2 separate regions of the Pan troglodytes genome follow, and region 2 is linked to region 1. A link is a contact called in public Hi-C data. All regions are on one chromosome and are shown on one strand. The core of a region is the stretch at or near the end of the contact, and the rest is flanking DNA. Distances in the headings are between cores, read along the strand shown. Region 1 overlaps PCDH9 (protocadherin 9). Region 2 holds the start of PCDH9 (protocadherin 9).

Evidence for each region. Hi-C and Micro-C count contacts between places; a contact is called where the count stands out from the background.
Region 2: a Hi-C map of stem cell-derived neural progenitor cells shows a contact between it and region 1, with 2.5 times the contacts expected there. The contact joins the promoter of PCDH9 here to the enhancer-like site in region 1. A contact is called at or near these places in 1 of 7 Hi-C or Micro-C datasets (stem cell-derived neural progenitor cells) and 1 of 1 datasets of contacts at active chromatin or transcription factors (stem cell-derived excitatory neurons).

What each region holds. Positions count from the first base shown.
Region 1 is chr14:72,068,390-72,073,872 of NHGRI_mPanTro3-v2.0_pri, reverse strand. All of the region lies in intron 4 of PCDH9 (protocadherin 9), which reads left to right. Among named protein-coding and RNA genes, the nearest start is that of PCDH9, 810 kb to the left of the region's middle. Within about 2 kb of position 3,477, at least 7 of the 24 cell types and tissues checked have an H3K27ac peak or open chromatin away from gene starts, as enhancers often do. A contact at or near this core is called in stem cell-derived neural progenitor cells, where this site is marked.
Region 2 is chr14:72,881,350-72,886,832 of NHGRI_mPanTro3-v2.0_pri, reverse strand. It overlaps PCDH9 (protocadherin 9), which reads left to right and starts at 3,035. Exons shown (of 5, transcript XM_024348281.2): 1 at 3,035-3,631; 2 at 4,835-5,483. The coding sequence starts at 4,970.

The sequences.
Region 1 (5,483 bases), core at 2,228-4,727:
GATGAAATTGCTTCTTTGAAAATTCACCTGTTACCATTATGAGGAATAACAGAAACAAGTGTTGAATTTGCTTAGATAATTCTGTCAGCACTTAGGTTTTTTTTGTTGTTTTTTTGGAAAATATCGATTTCAAAACATTTCATTATTGATACATTTCTTAGAAGTTTTCCAGATTTTTAGGTAACAGAGATATAGGAAGAAAAATAACTAAAAATATTTTGTCTTCCTTAGGTGGAAAAAAAATCGGCATTTTATCTTCTACTATGGTAGCTGACAACATTAAACTTGTAGGACAAAAAGAATGAAATGATTCTAAGTCATAATCTCTTCCAAAGTTTCCTAATTCAGTGAGCGATATTCAGCTTCTCACTTTCCTCATAGCATCCTTACACTCAGCAACATTTCTGTCCTGCAGGAGCTAACCTGCTCAGCAAGAGATTTAAGTAAGACTGCAATGGCTGGAGCATTTCCAAATGTCTGGTCTTCCACTTTCTGGAACATGAGAAATCATTCATTTTGAACAGTAACATCTGGCCCTAAAAATGTCCATAATGATAACTATTCAAATTAATCAGAAAGTGACATTGGCATAAGTTGTAGTTTCCTGTGGCCACTCAGGAATGTTCAGCATTACTTGTGGGATTACATCTAATTGTTCATTAGTTGTATATGAATATAATTTGCTGTTCTCAACCATTTCCAAACTTAAGAGCATGCTATAGGTTTGATCACTGTAAAACAATGCTAGGGTACTAATCCTTATATAGAGAATCACATTTCTCCATTGAAGCCCTCCTCAAGATGTCATTTTAAAAATTTCCATTGAGCTTTTTTTTTTTTAAAAAAAGGAAGAATAAAGACTTCAGAAATACACTTCTATTTTTCATCTTTCCATTATTACAATAACAGATAAAAATAAACACAAAGGCTATTTTTCTCATACTTGGCAGTTATATTTGTTACTTTATATCCAAGTTAAAAATCTAAAATTGATTTCCCGTGTGAAGTGAGTTTTAGCCAACCATCTGCTCAGGAGAGGGGAAAGGCAGACAAAGCTCATTCTTTCCTGCTGCTGCTTCTCACTGCTGTTAGGTGACTACTGGGAACCTTAAAATAGGATTGCCAGGTTTAACTTTTCAGAATGTGGAGTAGGCATATCTGTCTACTAGGGATTTGGGGCAGGGAAGGTTGTACTTAGACCAGCAGGACTAGCTAACGTATTAGGTACTGATGTTGTTGAATGCCATAGATGGGAGCACAGATGTCTCAAACATGTCCTGCTTCCCATCTCAAATTCATGATTCAGCAATAAAAATGAGCTGATCTTGAATATATAGATTACCCATGAGCCTATGTCTAAACTTGAATGGTATTACAATAACTGGTTTTCTTAATCCAGTGGCTTTCAATTTTGGGGATGAGTATGTTGGAGAAATCTAGTTTCGGTGCTGGTGACAAATTAAGGGAACACCTAGGGATAAAGAGATGTTATTAAGTCGGAGAATTTGTAATAATGTTCAGATGTAGAAAATACCGCACACCTTATAGCATTCATGGTGAGGCTAATTGTGGAAGAGAATTCCTGGAGGTATAGAGTTTGCTACCTCTGCAATGCAAAATGTGTTTTCATAGGGAAAAAAGGGGGAGGACAACAATTAGTGCAAACCAAAGTAAATATGTAAATATGATATTTGCTGTATTTCAAAATCTAGCATTTGAAATACAGCAAATACAGAAATCATGTTTAAATGACCATGGAATTCACAGTAAGGGAACATAATGTTAAACATGTTTTTCTATTGACATAAATTTTAAATCTTATGCCCTGAATTTATTTTCTCATACTTATAAAATTCTTTTTGGCCACCTGGCTCCTTTTTTTTTCATTTCTCAAAGTCTGTATGGAATTCAAGCATTAAATCTCTCTGCCTCTACCCAATCCAGTCCACACATAGTCATCCTTATTTTAATCTCTTCCTCTTTCTCCCTGCCATTTCATTCTATTCTTGTATGTATTCTTTCCATTATATTACCTAATCCTTACATAGGAAGCATTTCTATACTGTCTGCTTTACTTCACAGAATCTCCTCAATATGTTTCTATAGCCTTAGAAGTAGGAAGATTTTTGTCCTTATATGTCAGTACAGACTTTTTTTCCTCCCCAGAAAAATCGTAAAAGCTAAAATTTATCAAGTGAAACAGAAATAGTAATTTTGAAACTGGAAAATGTTTACTACCTAATGCCAGTTAACTTAAGCCTATTCAGTGATTTTGTGTACGTGACTTCCATAATTACTATTTGAAAAAAAAAAAGGCAGAAGAAGAAAAAGACAAAGAGAGTGGGGGAAAGCAGTGTGGGATAGGAAGAAGAGAAAAATATGTGCATTTGCATTTGGTTGTTCAAGACTCAAAGCAACTAGGCATTCACAAGGAGCTATCCAAATGTTTATAGTAGGTTCTACTATTTAATGAAAGTAAAACAAACTAAAACCAAAGACTGTAATTATGTTTAACATTTCCAATTTTTTAAGGAATATAAGCCAAAATGTATCCATGTGTATCCATGATTCTAGCTTACTTAGCTCCTGTTTATGAAAATGTATATCCAGAGAAAAAGTAGTTATTTTATGTTACATTTACTAACATTTAAGTTCTGTCATCCCTGTTAAGGAAATTGGGAATGGAGACAATTCCTCAGTAATCATACCAAAGTTCCTGCTGCTTCTCTGCCCTTCAAAAGTGATCCCTGCTGATAAAACTTTGTTTCTGTTGAGGATATTCACTTGAATTTTGTTTAAAATCAGAATTGTTTGTCTCAATCATACAATCCACTGCATTCTAGTGAACCTGACTTATATTCTTTAACAATGTTTAAAACACTGAAATATGATAGACTACTTAAATGAAGTTGCCTTATATTATTAAAGTACATGTAGTTTTAAGGTGTAAAGAGAGCCATCAGAGGGATTTTTTTCCCAGTGTCTAAAAAAATAATAATTTGTTTTATTTTAAATAATCAGGGATGTCAAGAATACCAAAACTGATGGATTACAGTTCTTTATGTTAAATGCTCAACATAATAAGTTTTCATGTTAAAAATTAGTGGTAATTGTAGATCGCTTCTAATATTTTATAATGAGTTAAACTGAAAGCAATCTTCCTATGAATGTTGTAGATGCCTCAATGAAGTGTTTAAGATGTGATGCCTTGAAATGTTCTAAATTAAGTTTTATACCTACATGGAAATTACAGCTACAGCAACAACATTAAAAAACAACACCCCCCTCCTCAGGACTCCCCCATGACTAGGATGGGATGAATGCTGCCTAAGGCCAGACCACACAATTGGTTCTTCTCTGCTACGGAGTTATAGAATAAATTTAGAATAACAAAGAAAGGCTATTAGTGAGTCCAAACCTGTGTCCCTTATTGAACACAGTATTTAGCATGCAAGAGTGAACATAGATTAGAAGAAAGAGATTCTGTCAGGGAGCATTCCTAAGCCTCTTCCTGGAACATTTTCTTCTCTCTCAGATGTATTTACGCTTGAGCATATTTATTGCTGCCTTTTTCATTGCTTTGTTAGTATTACTAGCATTTTAAACTTTGAAAAGTTTCCCATCTCCGAGGAGAAATGATGAAAGTCATTTAGTAGTAGGACATTGCTTCAGTGGAGAGGTTTTACCCTCTAATGCTTTTAAGTGTGTCTTTTAGACTATAAGTGAGATCTGTGCCTTGTTTCTGAGATGAGCACATAAACCTTGTTTTGCTAAGGTACTGCTTTCTTTAGCTGCCTCTTGGGTACTTCTTTCTAAACCACTGTATATGGTTTTGCTGAATCAGAGAAAATAGAAATTTTTCTGCAGCTAAAAAACCTCTTATATGTATTTGAAACAAAAAAATTGATGATATCAGATAAAAACATGATGAAGGAATCTACAGCTTATTGGCATTTATTAATTTAATATATATATATGCATTTTGCTGTCATTAATGCTTAATTTCTATGGTTGTTTTAGTTATTTGTTTGTTTTTGCACCATCTAGGTGCTGATGATTCAGTGGTGAATGAAAACACCAGGTCCTCTTTACAGGGTTTAATTTCTAAGTAATGCATAGATTAAGAATATAACTTTGTGTTTAAACAAAGCTAAACTGTGATCCTAATTGGACCAGTTACAAGCCACACGAAGATGAATATGTGTAGTAAATTCTCTGAGTCACAATTTTCTCAGGGGTAAATTACAGATCATAATCACTTTTTTGAAGTTTATGTTACATAATGAAAGTAAGGAGCCTAAGTCAAACCTTAATGGGAAGCGTTACAGTAAATATTAGTTGTCAGTAATGCTTGATGTGTGCTTATAGTCTAGTAGTAACAGGAGCAGTTTTTACATTGACTGTGTGCATCACAAATATTGTCTGCAAACTTCCCAGCAATTCTGGAAGGTGTCCATATAGTCATCTTGTTTCATCGCTGAAGAATCTGGGGCTTAGGGCAAGAGTCTAATTAAAACTTGCCCAAGTCTCACAGCTGCTACTTGTCAGAACAAAGGTGAACCACATTCATCTGATGCCAAAGCCCATGTGTTTCTCCTGCATTCATCTGATGCTTAATCCAAGGTCGGCACTGCTTGAAGAAGCCCTTCTCTTTTTTCCTCTTAGAGAGAGAAACAAATTGTACCTTTTACTATCCACAATCCTGCATGCCCAAAGCAGCAAGACAGTCAGCTAACTTCTTCATAAGTACAGCACACTGGCAACAAAACCACAGAACATATTTTAGCCAACCACTATTAAAATAATCTCTCTCTAGCATCACCTCCTCCCTGACTTATTCCATTCCAAATCAGTCCCCTTATACATAATGTCTCCATGTAATTTATCTTTGAAACTAGGGCATTTGGAGGAGTAAAAGGGGGCACTAATAATCATTACTCTAGATTAACCATTATAAACCAGCTCCATCCTGGAGAGGCCAAGACATACGGTTGCCACATTTATAAGACTCCAAGGTTTAAATTACGGTTAGATTTGGAAAATACTGATGATAACAGGTAGAAACATTCTGTCCTCCTATATATGGACACATACACCTTTCCTTTTGAAGGCCAGAGTAAAGTCATTGCATCTTTAATGCAGCCTTTGGTTCATGCTCAGTCACCCTCTGTAGCAATGTAATAACTTCTAACGTTCCTTGCTCCCTCAGATCAAGGGGAGATGAGTATTTGGCACCTTCTCCTTATAACATTTAAATAATCTATTTTTCTGTTCAGATGATCTATGGATAAAAACACTTTATGTTCTCCTTGAAATCCTTTGGTCGGTGCCCATATACACAACCTATGTATTTAGAAGGAAATGTGCTATGAAAAATGGTTTGTTCAATCATAGCTAAGTATCTCTGCAAAGGAAGATGCATTTGTAAACTGTGCAAATGCAAATTTTGCTATCACAGCAACCACCAGTTATTTGCAACAGTT
Region 2 (5,483 bases), core at 1,786-4,285, 810 kb before region 1:
AAGGGTTAACTAAAGAGATCTAATTAAAAGTCTAATATATATACTGGAAGATCGATATTAGAAATCTAACATTTTATTAAATTCACTAAGGAAAAACAATGATAAAACACAGCATAAAAACAAATAGGTGTTCCCTTACAAAAACTGAAATTAAGAATATTTTCCTGATTCATAATTACACAGACCTAACTTAAAAAATATTGGAGAGGTAGATTATGAACAGCTCTCATTATGAAAATGATTTATATAGTGTTTTGGGAAGAAACCTTAAGTTGTGATAACACAGGGTTAGGAATATGACCCTTTATATTTAATTTTCCTCTAGGAATATTAATAAGATCTCTAATAATAGTTGTCATTTTAGAGTTTAGAAGTCGGATTATTATAGGGCAAACCAGCCTCAACTATTCTAGATTTAAGAGGTAAAACTGAGAACATTAAGGAATCTCAGTCGTTCAGATAATGCCAAATAAACACCTAAAGGATATAATGCCCTGAGTCCATAGCTCTATTTGTCTCTGGAACTCCATCTCCTTTGAAAAGAATCTAGACATATTTCATTCTGGGGCTTTGACCTGTGGTTTTCTTTAATTGAAGTCTCATAGTCATTAATTGAATCATGTGATGATTTTTTTTTTCTCTTCTCTAACCTTCATCTTGTGTTCAAACTAAGATTTCATTTATGAGCAGGAGGTAATAATGGGTTCTGCCAACACGTGAAGCTATCCTTAGCAAAGAGAAACAACTCCGTTTAATAATGATGTTAAATAATTATTGCTAAGCTATGTGTTGCGACTACAACATGACTTTGAAATGACTACGGTATGATTAGAATAAGAATATGATATAACTGTGGTGCTTATGAAATGAACTGGAAAGTGGCTGTGCTGCTATGTTTATTGTAAATGTATCACAATGATGGTTCATTTATTTAAAAACAGTGCAGTGCATAAAATAGGTGACAATTGGAACAATGTACTAGCTTTAATTGTAGATTTTGTGAATGGCAAAATGATCGTTTACTGTGGTAAGATAAAAGAATCATCCTTTCATTCACTGACATTATTCTGTGAGGCAATATTTTTCTTTTGACTTTGGGATACTTATAAGTCCTTTCTATTCTTGAATTTTATATACTCTAATCATACAAAATATTACTATAATAAAAGTTGCTTTGCTATTTAAAAATATCAGTCTATTATCTGCAAGGAAAGTATTTTATATTTTACATATAAGGGATTAATGGATTTTACAGTGGGCTTTTAGACACTGCAGTTGAACTGTGAATATTAACTCAAAGAAAAGTTTGAATTAAAAAGAGCTTACAATTTCATGTTGGAAAATTGTGATGTCAAATTAGTTGGTTAAATCATGTCATTATTTATTCAATATATGGCTTAGTAAGCTTGATTCGTGTTTTTTTTTTTTACTTTTCATTTAAACGTCTAAAAACAAATGTTACTTAAAAAAGAAAAAAAGCAAACAAAACTATTGTACTCAAAAACAAGGGGTAATCTCCAACACGCCCTCAGTCAAGAGCTTAAGTATGTCAAGAGCCTTTAATGCCTAGGCAGCCCATTATAGAATGGGGAACACACAGGTTTAAAATAAATGCCCTTTATTCTTCCTGTAAGTTAGACCAAGTTATTCAATCATGTACTAAGACCTTCTCTGACAACCTTTATAGGTCATTCAGAAAATAAATTTTTGTTGCAAGTGAACTGTTCCTATGTTAATGCTTCAAACTTTACTCAGGTATCAGGCGTTAAGTACAAGCCATTACACAAACCTTTGTGGTTTACTGACTTTAAAAGATCAATCAAATATATTACTAGATAGTGCTTTGGGGGTCAGTATTTGAGAAATAAAGCTGTATTTTTTGGGGAGTCATTCCATCCAGTTCCTGTATGAAAACGAGAAACTTGTGAGGATTTAGTACAGAGCTGGAGTCGGAGAAATGAAATGCACGGGAAAAGACGAAAATCACAGGAAAGAAAGTTGGAATCAGCAGAAAGTGCCTAGGGGAAAGGAAGTGTTCCACAGCTTGGGAAACAGCTGCCTGGGACTCCTTCCAGCCCCTCGGAAGCAAAGTTCGCAGTGAGGTGGGCTGGAAGCGGGTTTTGCAGCAGCGGCGAGTCCGGGCTCAGGTTTCCAGGCGCGGCTGGAGCAGAAGTGCAGGGACCGCCACGATCCACCGCCGCGGCCGGTCCCGCTCCGCTAGAGGAGACTTCGCACGCGCAGCCGACTGGCCCGGGCTGACCGAGGGGACCCAGACGCTGCCACTTTCTCTTTCCAAGGCAGTTTCCGTGGCTCTGCATGTAGGAAGTGCTCCGATTAATTTTCTTTCCGGTCTCCGCAGAGATTCCAAATTCTGCGGTCCCCACCTTTCGCTGTACTCCCTCTCCGCCCTTCTTTCCAATGTCCCTGCCAGCAAAAGTCTGTATTTGCAGCACCGGGCATGTTGGCCGTTTAACGCGCTCCGGGGATCTGCTGGCTCGTGCTCCCAACCCAGGGGTGGCTATACGTCTCGCGCCTCTGTTCCTGGGTAGACTCCCCCATCTGTGCATTTTGGCCCCTTCACTTAGCAAAGAGATGTGCGAAGTGTGCGCCTGGAGACGAGCCGCCTCGGTGACCCCCATCCGCCCGCAGCGGTGGCCCTGGTTCCCCGGATCCGCGCCCGCGCCCTGCGGGGCTCCCGCGCCGCCCTTGCCCGCCGGACCGCCCGGGCTCGGAGGGTCGCTCGCTTTCAGCGCCTGCGAGCGCCGCTTCCGCGCGGGCCTGGGGAGCGCCAGCGCGTCCCTCCCAACGCCGGACCCTGCAGAGCATGCTCAGTGCACCTCATAGAACCCGGCTCTCCTGGGGCCAGGATCAGATTTCCGGGTTTTCGCTGCTGCCGACGGGGCGCGGAGGAGGGGAGGCTGGGAGACCCTCAGCGCCTTGTTCCGCGCTCCCTCCTTCGCGCCGGGCTGCGGCCGCCCGCACCGCAAGATGCAGGCCAATCAGAGCCCGGGGGCGGGGCCTGGGCAGTCACGCCCTCCCTCTGGGCTTATTGAGAGTTATACCAAGAAATTCAGTTCAGAGAGAGGAGAGGGAGAAGGAGAGAGGGGCAGAGGAGAAGGGAGAGAGGGAGAGCACGCGAGACGGAAAGGAGCGCCTCAGAGTCTCTGAAGCACGCAAGAGATAACCGATTAGGAATTTTTCGGGCAACTGTCACCCGGATAGCTGTCAGAGAATCATCATCGCCGCAACTCTGACGTTTCCTACAAGAAGTTAGAGACTTAAGCAGTATTGGCATCGGATGGAAATGGTATGCATGCTGCTGTGGAAAATATCCCTGAGCTGAAGAAGTGCAACTGGATGTTGTGTGTGTGCTAAATGCCCAGAAAAACCCAGACCCAGTGGGTAAGAGAGACGAAATGTGGAGAGAATGACTAACGACAAATCCGTGAATTTGTTCTCTGGAGTTGCTAATTTGCCAGCCCGAAGCAACACATTTTACAAGGAGGAAACATTTTGCTGCTTCTGATTTCTCCCCAAACTGGTGCTACCAGATGCATGGCTTTCTATGTGTTGGAACAAATCATTCCTAACTGCAGCATACCGGGAAAGGGGAAAGGTTGAGGCAACTAACGTAAGTGTAAAGTTTCGCATGCACAATTGTACATTCTGTGTTTAGATGTGTCCTCAGTGTAGGCGAAAGATGCTTGTAATTGGGTAGACGGTTGGGGCAGAGCTCACCTACTCGGCTGTATCTGCATCCCTACCTGCATCACTCTGCCGGAACTAATCGCGGGCATCAGCTACTGTGCAGCCTAATGCAGATAAGATTAGAGCCTGAGAACTGACCAGTCCTACTCAAGTAGGTAGCTGCCTGGAGCCTTGCACCCATTTAAACTGCAGTTATCTAAGCAGAAGCCTTTTTACCTGCATGATTGGGTTGCAGTATTTATGTGTGGCAAATGTTACTAATATTCTAACCAGAGATCAGGATTAAGAAATTGCATTTTTTTCTCTTTTATGTTCAGTAGAAAATATTGTGATGTTACATGGGAATATTAGCTGCGTTTCACTTATATCTCGGCACTCTCTTCCACCTCTAGGAAAAGGAATCCTATATTATTATACATTTTTTAAAGTTTCAATGTGTTTATGAATCCTAATGAGGATAATTTGTCAATATGGAGAAAGGAGAGCAAGCTGTGGGCAAGAAATCTGAAGTCTTGTTGTTGTGCTTTTAGGCAATGAGGATGTGTAGTGGCCGGTGACTATTGCTTCTGATGCTGCTGCAGCGGCATGTCCGGATGCTCGTTTCCCAGTAAGATTGTATTAGAAGGCAGTTGAAGAACTGGGAGGAAAGAAAAAGATAGCCTTTTTAGAAAAGATAGGTGACTCAGTGGGGCAGAGAAGAAAACACATTTGACATGTGACAAAGCAATTAGCAGGAACCGTAGCTAAATACTTAGTGTTTTTCACTTGCACCTAAAAAGACTGAGGGAGGTAGGTTAGAGGCTAGGAGGAGGGTGAGACAGGGGGAGGGGAAGAGGAGAACAAGAATGCATGTTTTGAATTAAACAGTATTCTGAAAAACAACGTGCGTGAATATAGGTAAAAATAGCAGCTGTCCTTAATTCTAAAGTAGAAAATTTTATTTTCTCCCGGCAAATGCAACCAGCAGGAGATATTTAGTGTTTTTCTCCACAGAGTAAACTTGCAAACAGTGGCAGAGCAAACTGCCATGTTTACTAATGTTCAGGGGAAAATGTGTGGTGATATTTTGTGACGGTGTGTTTTTATTTACTGAAGAATAATATTGTCTATACGATTGTGTTGACAGTGGCTGTCTCCAAATAAGTGATGAGATATAATGCATCCTCCAGTCCATGCACGCTTCCTCTTGCAATTTGTGCATCATTCCTCAGTGGAAACCTTTAAACCCTAAAATCCAGGAAAAGAAAATAAATACATTATCATGGACCTGAGGGATTTTTACCTGTTGGCTGCTCTGATTGCCTGTTTAAGGCTGGATTCCGCAATAGCTCAAGAACTTATTTACACTATTAGAGAGGAATTGCCTGAAAATGTGCCCATAGGAAACATACCAAAGGATCTGAACATTTCTCACATCAATGCTGCCACAGGGACCAGCGCCAGCCTTGTCTACAGACTGGTTTCTAAAGCTGGGGATGCCCCTTTGGTGAAAGTATCCAGCAGCACTGGGGAAATTTTCACAACCTCCAACAGAATAGACAGAGAAAAACTCTGTGCTGGCGCCTCATATGCTGAGGAGAATGAGTGTTTCTTTGAACTTGAGGTGGTGATCCTCCCCAATGATTTCTTCAGGCTGATCAAAATAAAAATAATTGTCAAGGATACCAATGATAATGCCCCCATGTTTCCATCTCCTGTCATCAATATTTCCATTCCAGAAAACACTTTGATCAACAGCCGCTTTCCAATTCCATCAGCAACAGATCCTGACACAG